Linked DNA regions of Zea mays: region 1 is linked to region 2. The links are chromatin contacts, called in public Hi-C maps. All regions are on one chromosome and are shown on one strand. Each heading gives the region's core, a stretch centred on a gene start, on an enhancer-like site or on the middle of the called end of the contact. The rest is flanking DNA. Distances are from core to core; before and after follow the strand shown.

Region 1 (6,484 bases), core at 2,962-5,461, 130 kb before region 2:
TAAATAGGTCGTGCCTGTGTCGCCCAATGGGCTTGTACCTAAGTCCAAGCACGACCCATGATGGGTCTCATGCCGGCCAAAATGGTGGTGCCTCGTGTCGTCCCATATAACTTGACCCATCTGGTCACCTATACTTGCAACACATGACCGACTATAAAAACGAACGAAAATAGACAGAAAACCCCTCTCGTTTCCATTTCCGTATTTTATTGGTGAAAACGAGACCAGGTCTAGAATAGCCAGGAACGAAAATAGATGTAGAATAAATGGGTGTAAAAAAGGGACGTGAATATTAAGCCGAAACTTGTAACTTATACAAACACACTAATATTGGTGGTTAGTTAGTTATTGAATGGCAAGATAATAACATGAAACAAATAGATACATAGAGGTAACACTTAGTTGTTGTTTGCTTGTTTATGATGTACTTATAGCTATGAGTGGTGTTGTTTAAGTCTTTAGACCACTTGTCACTGAGTCGATGGCTATAACGACCTCTTGTGATATAATTTGTCATATAAGGATATGAGGCTTTAACTAATGCACTAATATATATTGGGCTGATCTTGGATTTCTCAAATACGGGTTCAACCCGACCGTCTCTCGTTTTCGAACTATTTATGGATTTTCCACAAATTTAAAAAACGAGAGAATCAAATATGGAAAACGGTACGGATCGGGACGAGATTTTACCCGTTCGTTTTCAACCCTATGACCAACCAAAAAAATTCCCTTCAGTGTCTGTTTGGATGTAGGCATTAAGGATGGTAGAATTAAATTAGATTAATACTAAATCTTCTTGATATTGGAAATGAGTTGCAATATAAATCTGTTGTTTGGATGTATCTGGAATTGCAATTCCAACCAATACAGAAGGTCTATTCTCTAAATTATGTGAGACAACTTCTAGTTATAGTCTAATACTGAGGAATTGAACTTTAATTTAAACTATAAATTCATTATACAAGCAAACAACATAATTTAGGAATCTTGGTTCCAATTTCTAATTCTAGACTTCAATATCTACACCCAAACGGGTTGTCAGAGTAAGTTTAATAATATAGCCGACCATTGATGGCAAGGACAGTTGCAGTCTACCATTTAGCTCATTTGTATAATATTTAGCTCTTCACTATTAATACATGACTCCACTTGTCTTTCTCACATGGCTTCTTAATTTTTTTTTGTCTAAACCGACTGTAAACCTCTTTCCTCTCCTCATCTCTCCCCTATACCTAGCCTGTTTGGAGGCTCTTATTATTCTTGCTCATTTTCATCTCATCTTCTATCTTACTTCCTATTTCAAATTTTGCTTTCGTACAATCTAGAGTACAAAATAGTGTTTTCCAGAACTATATATACGGTCTGCTGATCAGAGACTTAGAAAAAGGAACGATTCAGCAAACAAGACTAAACATGTCTCGATTAGCAAATCTGGATTTTTCATGACAACCTGACATGCGGCTTAAGTCACTGTCGCAAGCACTTGAAGTTCCTCGTGTTCGCTCAACAAATTTAGCGGCAAAGATAGCAGGTTAATCTCTCAAATGCCCTCTAAAATAACGAATCGCTGCTATCGGCTTGATGCAGAGCGCAGAGCATCCTTGCACAGTTTCTCCCCGTGACCCCTGATATCCATGAAGGCTTTGCGCAGCACTTCCTTTGCAACTCTGAAGGCGCCGGCCGATACAGTTCCCTTCTCTGCACACTTGATCGCATCACGAACGAGATCATTATATCTTGATGCCACAGAATCTGGACTGCTACTTCCATTTCCAACGTTAAGCCCGATGAGTTCAGGCCCTGACTTAGCCTTCTTTGTCCATCGCTTTGTGATGCAAGGCTCTGGAAGCATGATGACACCGGCCAAGAGGAACACACTAAGGACATGCCTGCACAGTATCGCCGAGAAAGCGAATCTGCAGCACTCGCACCATGCCTTCTTCTCAGCAACGTTGTAGAAAACGGTGTGCCTGGTAGGAGGATCACCGTTTCTTTCGACGTAGTATTTCATGTATGATCCATCCTGAACCTTGACGGCATAATGTTGCATTGCTTCAACCAATTCCAGCTGGAATGTTTCAAATGCAGCTCTGGTGTAGATACTCCTCGCTTGTTTTTCCAAGACCATGTCGGTTTTCAGAAACTGTTCAGGAGAAAAAGAAGTGATGTCTTTCTGGGCTTCACTTGCATACAGACCATCTATATATTGATCAAATCTACTTATAAAAGTATTCAGAGAAACTCTTGAACTGAAGTTATTCCTATAAAACTTACTGACTGTTTCTACTCTGTGAGTTAAGGAAAGCTCAGCGAAGAAGAAGCTGGTTAGGTATGCAGGAACCCATTTGTGCCTAATTTCATACAGTGACTGCAGCCAATTATCGTCTCTCAGGCCATACTTGTCAAGAATGGAGCCCCAGAGCATGTCAAAAATAACCGCGGTATCACACCCATTGACACATCTCTTGAGCTCCTCATGTAACCCAGGAAACCTTGTGCGGGCATCAGTCAGTCTCTTCTTGCATCTAGACAAGATGCGCCATCTGCAAAGACGATGGAAACACTGAGGAAATACTTTTGCAACAGCAGCTGCTATTCCCTTACCTTCATCGGTAGTCAAGGAAAATGGCAACCTACTATCCATTGCTGTCAACCACGTCTCAAAAATCCAGCCGTATGAAGATTCCGTCCTGTCCAAAATTAAGGCACAGCCAAAAACAACAGTGTCACCATGGTGATTAACTCCTGTGAAAGCTGCAAAGGGCAGCATGTTCTCATTTTGACTACAAGTAGTGTCAAAGTAAACAGCATCCCCAAAGTACGTGTATGCCATTCTAGCTCTTGCATCAACCCAAACTGCATTGCTCACATAGTTTTTACTGTCAACTTGTATAGAAAAGAAAAAACTAGAATTATCTGATTGCATTTTCTTGAAGTAATTAAAGAGCCCTTGCGCATTCGTATCTCCAAACACGTTCCTTCGCACCTCCTGCAACTGGTTCTCATGTTCCTGAAACTTTCCAGAGAGGCGATGGAGTTGGACCTCCCGTGCCCGGTCTGCACTAACAATAACATGGGTGTGCTCCAGCACCAACTTCGTGATGACCCACCTATCTGGGCCCCTACGCACCACCTCCATCATTGCTGGGCACCCATCCCGTATAGAGAGTCGTTTCCTCTTTTTCTTATTGCTAGGCTCAACTGGCTTCTTCTTCCTGTGATGTCCCTCTTTCAAGCACACAAAACGCTTCATGACGAGCACCTCGACGCCCTTTCTTCGCTCACTACGGGATCGGGCAACACGAATCCCAAACCCAAAGCATAAAGCATATGCATTGTAGAATGCGCGAGCAGCAGCATCAGAGTCGAATTCCATGCCCATACGAGGTTCGTCATTTTTGGCCAATACATCAGCTGCCATCAGCAGCTCATTTCCAATAACAGGTGGCATGGATCCCACCGAGGGATCATCACCATGGATCTGGGAAGCCATCACGCCAGTTCCTTGGTCAATATTCTTAGTGAACGTATTATCCTCAGCGTCGATAAAATCTCCAACCAATCCCTCGTCTTCACTTGAGGAATACTCCATTCAGCAGTTTTCCAAAGCCTCAAATTTCAAGGGGAGATGCAGTCCTCATGCGCAATAAATCACTGCAATAATAAAGGAGCAAACAATGACTACATATTTCAAGTTAAGATTTCGAGTAACACCGCTTGATACAGAGATAACTTGAGAAGATGACGAAATGTCGTGAATGTAGAAGAAAGTGAATCCTAAAGCAAAGTGTCTTGACTTAAATTTAACTAGCTATTTATATCCAGGGGCGGAGCTAGTGAAGGATATGGGTGTACATCCGATAATTCTTTTGCAGAGTAATCGAAATTAGAAGGCATAATAATATATGTATACACTTGCAGTTAGATCAGATCCGATTACAAATAGCCAAAACAGCTTAGGTTAAGCTTTTGGTGCTCGGTTTCGCACAGCAGGAATGGAAAAGAGAGGGGAGGGGGCATACCTGGTGATTGGTGTGAGTGCTCGTTGTAGGAGAAGGGGCTCACGAAGACTTCGGAACCTGGCGTAGGCGGCGACGGCAGCGGAGTCGTCGCCGGGACGATAGTGCACGCAAGGAGAGTGGCAGTCAACGGGGAGCGAACGCACCAGCAGAGAGCAGTCCAGCCTGGTCTCCTGGGTCCTGGCTTTCTGGGACATGGGCCGCTCCCTTATTTCAAATAAAATGCTCTTTTGCAGTTTTTTTTCTTTTTCCCTTTTTAAGTTTTTATTTTTTAAATTTCTATATATCTACTAGTTATGTATCCATACGTTGCAACAAAAGTTAAAAATTATTATAAAACATCAATACGAAACTACAAACATCATTATTATTGTCGGGGACCATAATTAGGGGTACCCTCAAGGCGCCTAATTCTCAGCTGGTAACCCCCATCAGCATAAAGCTGCAAAGGCCTGATGGGCGCGATTAAGGGCATGTTTGTTCACCCCCCAGATTATATAATCTTGATTAAATAATCCTAAGAGGTAAACAAACAGTCCAGCTTATTTGCCCAGATTATATAATCTAACCCTTGATTATGATAATCCATAAGCAAGTGAGGAGGTGCTTATTTCAGATTATTTTTTCTCACTTCCCCACTACCCTTTCAAGTTTCCTAGAAATTACCCACCAATGCCATTATAATCCATCGAATCGTTTTTGCGCATATCCGGCATCCAGCGACCAGCAAATCCAGCATAATTCCTCCTCGACTCCTCCTAACCCTAGCCGCCAGGCTCCAGGTGCCATTGTCTGGTTTGACCTAGTACAAATATAGAGGGCATTCTTGTCTTTCTCATACAAAAGAATCCTATTAACAACTCAAATAATCTGGGAAAACAAACAGGACTACTCAGATTATATAATCCAAATTATATAATCCTCCAAAAATAATCCAGATTATATAATCCATGGGGGTAAACAAACAGGCCCTAAGTCAGGGATCAGTCCACACGAGTGACTCGATCACGCTTCACCCGAGCCTAGCCTCGGCCAAAGGCAGCCGACCTCGAGAGACTTCCGTCTCGCCCGAGGCCCCCTTTTTATGGCGGACACATCACCGGCTCGCCCAAGGCCTTGGCTTCGCTCAGAAGCAACCTTGACTAAATCACCACACCGACTGACCAAATTGCAGGGGCATTTAACGCAAAGGTGGCCTGACACCTCTATCCTGACACGCGCCCCCGGCAGAGCCGAGGTGACCGCCGTCACTCCACCGCTCCACTGGCCAGTCTGACAGAAGGACAGCGCCGCCTGCGCCACTCCGACTGCAGTGCCACTCGACAGAGTGAGTCTGACAGGCAGTCAGGCCTTGCCAAAGGCGCCACGGCGAACTCCGCTCCGCCCGACCCCAGGGCTCGGACTCGGGCTAAGACCCGGAAGACGGCGAACTCCGCTCCGCCCGACCCCAGGGCTCGGACTCGGGCTAAGACCCGGAAGACGGCGAACTCCGCTCCGCCCGACCCCAGGGCTCGGACTCGGGCTAAGACCCGGAAGACGGCGAACTCCGCTCCGCCCGACCCTAGGGCTCGGACTCGGGCTAAGACCCGGAAGACGGCGAACTCCGCTCCGCCCGACCCCAGGGCTCGGACTCGGGCTAAGACCCGGAAGACGGCGAACTCCGCTCCGCCCGACCCCAGGGCCCGGACTCGGGCTAAGACCCGGAAGACGGCGAACTCCGCTCCGCCCGACCCCAGGGCTCGGACTCGGGCTAAGACCCGGAAGACGACGAAACTCCGCCTCGCCCGACCCCAGGGCTCGGACTCCGCCCTGGCCTCGGCCGAACGACTTCCGCCTCGCCCGACCCCTTGGCTCGGGCTCGGCCACGGCAACAGAAGGCAGACTCAACCTCGGCTTCGGAGGAAACCCCACGTCGCCCTGCCTAGGGCACAGACCGCCACGTCAACAGGAGGCGCCATCATCATCCCACCCCGAATCGACTCGGGTCACGGAGAACAAGACCGACGTCTCATCCGGCCAGCTCCGCCAGAGAGGCAATGATGGCGCTCCACAAGCTCCATGACAACGGCGGCCCCCAGCTCTCTTACGGAAGCAGGACAACGTCAGCAGGAACTCGACCGCTCCAACAGCTGTCCCTCCATCAGGCTCCGCCGCACCTCCGACAGCCACGACATCACGCCAGCAGGGTGCCCAGATCTCTCCGGCTGCCACATTGGCATGTACCTAGGGCGCTAGCTCTCCCTCCGCTAGACACGTAGCACTCTGCTACATCCCCATTGTACACCTGGATCCTCTCCTTACGACTATAAAAGGAAGGACCAGGGCCTTCTCAGAGAAGGTTGGCCGCGCGGGACCGAGGACGGGACAGGCGCTCTCTTGGGGCCGCTCGCTTCCCTCACCCGCGTGGACGCTTGTAACCCCCCTACTGCAAGCGCACCTGACCTGGGCGCGGGACGAACACG
Region 2 (6,511 bases), core at 3,887-6,386:
CTGAAGTTTTCAGTCTTATCTGCTGGTGTCACACCTAGATTTAAGGGCAAATCCGGGCACGAATCAAATGTGTGCTAGAATCAAGTCTCACACATATGATGACTCATGGTACAAAAACGAATGCCACATCTTAATTATATAATAGGGATTCTGTACAAAATAACTAAATAATTACATCATATAAAGACAACGATCCTCCACAACCATAGTTGATTGGGAGACGATGACCTAGACCTCTCACGAACTCATCGCGACATCCTTCATGATCCTCATCTTGGCGGTACCTGTTCTTGACCTGGGGTGAGTACAGTAAGGGTGAGCTCACATACGTTCATCACTCAACAAGTTATGGGGAATTATGTGCATGAGCTCACATACGGTGGGGGCTCATATGGAGTGTAAGACTTACCAAAGAGAATGGTTAAGGCTGAGCGTTGCTTTTAATAAGTTGGTCAAAATTTTATTAGCAGTTACTAAGTATAAATAGATACTAACCCAATTAAATATGAGATCACAATAATAATTATCCCACAATGCAGTGTAAATGATAGATTAAGTTTAATTCCATAAATTAATCATGCGAGAGTCCTAAGTTGCTCTTGACCGTGAACACGACTGATATAGCAGTTTTACACTCTACAAAGGTTGTGTATCTTTACCCATAAGACGTGTTTCCTATTTAGCCAGGGTTAGCTAGACCCTTAGACGCTTCCAAGGTGAATGACTAGAGGTTAACTGCGAGGCCTTTCCTAAGTTCCACTAGTTCGAGAAAACCCGCTACGGATTCAGGAAGAAGGAAGCATAGGAATCCATCATCCAAAAAGATTTACAGACAGTCCGACCCGAAAAACCTATCTATACTCTGCAGCGACGCACTCCTCGCTTGCCCCTTTTGAGTAAGGTAGTCTCTCCCCGGATTTCTTAATTACTTGACCAAGGGCATCCCATTCCACCCATGTGGTAGCACTGTTATCTTAAGTTAAGCTCCATATTCCAATTAACACAATAATCTTATCATGAACAATAATTAAATCAACAGTATTATTGGAACATGATCATAATTAAGATATAACATTAATCCCAAAACCAGGTAGAGGAATAGCAATTCTACCCAATAGTTCATTTGTTTGCAAGGTGTGGGGTAAACAAAATTAGGGTAACCTATTAGGTCCCATCAAATTAACCTGAGCATGTCACAGTGATTAACAAGAACATTATTAGGTAAAGAAGAGTGATCAAGGTCACCACTTGCCTTATACTTGCGATAAGCTTTTAGTCCAGATGCTGCCCCAAAAGTTAGGCTTCAGATTTCTCGTCACCTCGCTTCTATGCGTAGCAATACATACAAACGAGCAAATAATGGATATGGTAACATTACACCAAAGATGGAAATAAAACACACAATAATATTCTACGCGTCGCTAAGAGATGGTAGGTTGGAGAGCCATTAAGATCAGAGTTACGGTTAAAAAGATATGATTTTTTCTGAAGTTTTAGGTGCTTTAAACAATAATATTATGTTGTTCTGATTAATATAAATCTTGTGAGAAAATATATTACCAATAAACAACTAATTCAACTTTAATCTAAGTTATAACCAGATTATAGATTGTATTTTAGTCGGTTCATAATTATGGTCAGATCTATCTTTGATTATCAAGATTAATCTACTAAATATAGGTTTAAAAAATCTCTAATAAAACTATGTGATATGTTGCAAATAATAGTGTTACCACGTAGACAATATTAATATGAACCTAACGCAACTGAAACGGAGTAAAACAAAGTTAAAACCTGTAAGTTATGAATTTTCTAAGATTCGAGAATTATTTTTTTATATTTGAAAATCAATTTTCATATTTCTTTTATTATTTCTTAACTGGATGACCTATGGTACTATTCCTTAAGTCGTCAGGGTTTATTTCGTAAAAATCTAGACCTAACCATAATAGTCTTATGTCTTTCGACGGTAGCAGAATCGATCCTCGATGCGTTGTAGACTCCATGCCCACATTGCTCTCCACGCTTTCCACTGCGCTGGTATGGTCGCGCGCATGCAGTAGTGACGCGAGCATGGCTACCCCCGCGCAGGAGCGCCTTCGACCTCCTTTCTGACTCCCGTCACGAGAGCGACACGATGTGGCTGCATCCTGATATGGATGACTCTCTCTCTCTCTCTCTTGGCTAGAATGGCGCAATGGAGAAGTCGATTGCTTGCTCATATATATACCTTGGAGAGGAGCAGGGCCCACGAGAGAGACGCTTGAATCTTCGGTAATAGAATCAGGGTTGGTTACTGGATTGAAGACGAGTTTGGAGCATGGGTTCCATGACGTAGTGAGACATGAGGACACGGTGTCACCCCGGCTGACAGGAAGGGCCCACGAATCAGTTACATAACCCTACGCGCGAAAAGGAGGCGCTGCTTGGGTCTCATTGATTAGTGATACGAGCAGGCACGCGTGTGAATAAGGTTGGCCGAGCAACTGAGGGCGTGGGCCCATGCGCCAGCGACTTTGTGCCTACGTAAGGGTGGAGAGGCTGACAGAAGAGTCCCAGCTGTCGGTGCGAAGGAACCGTGTGTGTGCGCCTGCCACCTGGGCCCACATGTCGGTGAAATGGGGTTGGCTTGGCTGGCTGGGGTCACTTCCTGGGCCAAGCTGGGAGGGTTTTAATTTTGGCCCAAGCACTGTAGATGTTCTTTTTCTTTTCATTTCTTTTTTCTTGTTTTCATTTATTTCTTAGTTTGTTTTCTATTCAAATTCCAGATTCAAATCCTAGTTTAAAATTTCAATATAAACGCTCAAACAAAAACCCAGCATGTATGCAAAGTTTAATATATACTACCTATTTTATTCATTTATTTGGGTAGATGTTTTATACTAAATAAAAAATAGGTCACAGTATTAACTAATTATGGATCCTCTCGTACCATCAAATTGGATAATAAGTTCTAACCATATTTAAAATCTAATGTTTTTTAAATCCAAAGAGAATATTTCTAAGTATAAAATTCACTAAAAGATATCTTTTTATAGATTACTTCAACAAAGAGATGACTAAGTTCACGTAGGGATCCTTTTTACTCAACCTTTTATTAGAAACATTTTAAATTTGGGAGAAATGACTTCACATGTGAGGAATCCATGTTAAGAGACAGTTTAAATTCTTAATCTCTTGGAGAAGAATTCTATAAATTACAAAGTAGGATTTTAGGTGTTACAGTTGGCTAGTTAAACTATATTTTTTAATTGTATTTGGTGAAGCTATGCCAAGCCATCATTAAATTTCATAGTCATACAGGTAATTCTAAACTATATATTTTTTAATTGTATTTGGTGAAGCTATGCCAAACCATGATTAAATGTCATAGAGTCATACAGGTAATGCTGTCTCGATTCATCTTGTACTGCCAACGAGAGGAAAATCACCGCCAACTGCGGCAGGTGCGCCATCGAAGAACGGCATTGTCCTCTGCCGTAGCTGCAGCACCTCGGCCTTTGCCGTCGTCACGTCAAACCCGTCCTCCGCCTCACCGTCCACTGGCAGGCCCTGCTTGAGCCGCCCGAGCTGGCGGGCGTGGAGCACTTGTTCCGCCACAACGGGCAGGCGCACCGCCTCGTACTCTGCCAGCGCGCGCGCAGGCGTCGGCTCTGAGTTCCAGTTCGCCAAGCACTGCCCGAGCGTGCACGCGTCCATGACCGACATGTTGGTGCTCCGCAACCCGTGCGGAGTCGTCGGGTGCGCCGCGTCGCCGACCAGTACCACGCGGCCGCCCGTCCACGACAACCGCCGCAGCGGGTCTGCGTCGTAGATCACGTTTACGAACGGCGCCGCGGTCTCCCTGACCAGACGCGCCAGCTCGGGGCACCAGACGCGCTCCGCCTCGTTCCGCATTCGTCCCACCATGGCGTCAGTCGCCTCCATGGTCACCGAGTTCCCCTGAACATCGAGCATAATCATCAGTACCTCGTGCGAGCAGCATCTAGCACGTCAACGACGCGGTGAGGGGACGGCCATTACCGCGAGCTCCGGTTCTGGGCCGTTGATGTACCAGAGCCAGTTGAGCCTGCTCCTGGGCAGCTCGTAGAGCACGGCGTGGGTCTTGTAAGCAAGGTCGAAGTAGAGGCAGTTGCCGAGCTCCGGGTAGGCTCTTCGGATGCTGGTCATGGTGTCAGAGCTCTCTTTCCCGCTGAAATCAAACACGCCTCGCCACGCGCAGTACCCGGAGTACCTGTCCCGACCACGGTGACTCGCCGGGTAAGAAATGGGTCACTATGGACCAAATCATCGAACCAAACGCGCAGGCAGCTGAACCTGAGCTTGAGGTCTGGCAAGAAGCTGCGACGGACAGACGACGTGGAGCCGTCCGCGGCGATGAGCAGGTCCCCCGTGGCCTCAACCGTCCCTCCCGTCCGCAGCACGCGGGCCGTCGCGACGACCCCGCGTGTGTCGTCCGGCGCCTCGAACGACAAGAACTGGTGCCCCCACAGCACGGTCACCGCGGGCGGCAGCTCCTCGTGCAGCCGCCGGTGCAGGTCGCCCCAGTGAGCCGCGCGGAATTTGAAGTCTTCGTCCCTCGCCAGCGTCCGCGCCGCCTTCGTCGCGCTGTCCGTGGCTATGTTCTGTAGCCTTGAACGGTCAACTCGCAACTTCCAATGGATCTCACCTCAACGCGAGCGCGGGCGATCCGGAGAGGACGGGGAAACTTACCAGATCGACGGCGAGCGGCAGCGTGACCGCGTCGATTCCCCACCCCGGGATCCAGCGCGAGATAATCTCCATAGACTGCGCGTCGAGGCCCAGTCCGGCGCCCGTGCCGCTCCCCGCCGCCGGCGCTGCCGCCTTCTCCAGCACAACCACCTCCCATCCCGCGCCAGCCACGGCGTGAGCGCACGCTAGCCCAGCAACGCTCCCTCCCACCACAACAGCCACCTTCTTTCCCATCTAGCCAATTGCCCCACAAGGCCACAGGTCCACAACCATCCGCGTCGCTCTCCCGTTTCTATACGTACGGCCCCCCAAAAGATTCCACCTTGGCGCCTCCTACCCACAGGGCCACATGTCCCACGATGGCGACGGCGTGCCACCAGGCCATGCCGCTGCGCGACTGCAACGTACTGATGAGGACCCTGGCCAGGCGCGGCAGTTTCTCATGCGTCATGGCAGTTTACTACGATCTCCGCGCGCGGCCTCGTCGCAGACAGCTACACCTGCCCGTTCGTGCTCAGGGCAATCGGCGTGATGAAGCTGTCTGTCGAGGGGCGCAAGGTGCGTGCGTGCGGCCGCAGTGAAGACCGGGTTCGGCTGGGATGCATACACCGTAAGGCCTTGTTCGTTTGCGTTGGATTGCACCCGGAATCGTTCCAGCTAATCAAAGTTTATATAAATTAGAGAAGTAATCCGGTTAGGAATAGTTCCGACCCACCAATCCGACACAAACGAACAAGGCCTAAGTTTTCTGATGGAGATGTACAAGATGCTGGGCCGTGCGGATTTCGCAAGAAAGTTGTTCGACGAGATGGCGAAAAGATTCATGTGATGATTTTAGCGGATCTGTGTCCTAATTTAGCAATCCGAGAGCCTTAATTAACAGAGAATGGGTTAAGCCTTCCTAATCTATGAACATAAACAAAGAGAGAGAGGCGTACCGTCTGCCTTTGATTAAGGAAAAAGGTTGGTGAGGTGTGTAGTGTCCTAGGATTCTTCTGAATCTTGTAGTGGTGGAGGTGGATCTTGGCGCGTTAGAGGAGGAGCGTGGTTGCCGGTGTCTTGGTTCTCATGTGGAAGAGGCTCGGATCCTGGGCCGTTGTTGTCCGACGCTATAGATCACAACTCTTCCAATCACTACGAAGCCTATGCGATGGGGACCTCTCTAGAATTGTGGATTAGGGTTTTGGTGCTAGTAGTTAGCGTTGGCTAATCATGCCGCCTCCTTAATCCTTCTATATGGTGATGTGTGACCGGAAGCTGCAACCATGGTTAGGGTGGCCTCTCCGATCAAGGGCGCGAGGTTAGGCAGAGTTAGTTAGGTTAAGCTCAATCTGGTCCCTATTGATCGACCGTAGAGGACATATCCAACATTATCCCCTTTGTTTCTCTACATTTCTTATACTTAACTTTTCTGGATCCCACCCTTCGACAAAGTTTACACATCAAGACCAATGAGTAACGAAGATCGATTAAGTGTCGCGTCACTCATTGACTACAACATTGCTCCCCTGCATCGAAATGAGATATCTTTACTAGGTTTCTTTCTATAGCCCCTTTGATTCAAGGTCACATGCTCCACCTTAACCCCATGCCGGCTACGTGTTGTCTAAACACATTGGATGGAAGGCCTTTTGTGAGCGGATCTACTAGCATCTGGGTTCTAATATGTTCAACTTTAATAGTGTGATCCTGGATCTTCTCCTTACCAACATAAAACTTAATGTCAATGAACATGGCAGGGCCACTTGACTTGTTGTTATAGGAGTAGAATATTGTTGACTCATTTTTGTAGTAAATT

The links. A called contact is a pair of places that touch in the nucleus more often than the background predicts.
Region 1: a contact with region 2 is called in a Hi-C map of tassel, with 4 times the contacts expected there. The contact joins the promoter of LOC103638664 here to the promoter of LOC100285158 in region 2. A contact is called at or near these places in 10 of 25 Hi-C or Micro-C datasets (bundle sheath, ear, endosperm and 3 more).

The regions. Positions count from the first base shown.
Region 1 is chr9:91,982,163-91,988,646 of Zm-B73-REFERENCE-NAM-5.0, reverse strand. LOC103638664 (protein FAR1-RELATED SEQUENCE 5) reads right to left here and starts at 4,211. Exons shown (of 2, transcript XM_008661510.2): 1 at 4,026-4,211; 2 at 1,341-3,657. The coding sequence starts at 3,595. The coding sequence ends at 1,574.
Region 2 is chr9:91,853,093-91,859,603 of Zm-B73-REFERENCE-NAM-5.0, reverse strand. LOC100285158 reads right to left here and starts at 5,136. Exons shown (of 4, transcript NM_001370701.1): 1 at 4,714-5,136; 2 at 4,318-4,625; 3 at 4,024-4,234; 4 at 3,245-3,942. The coding sequence starts at 4,947. The coding sequence ends at 3,400.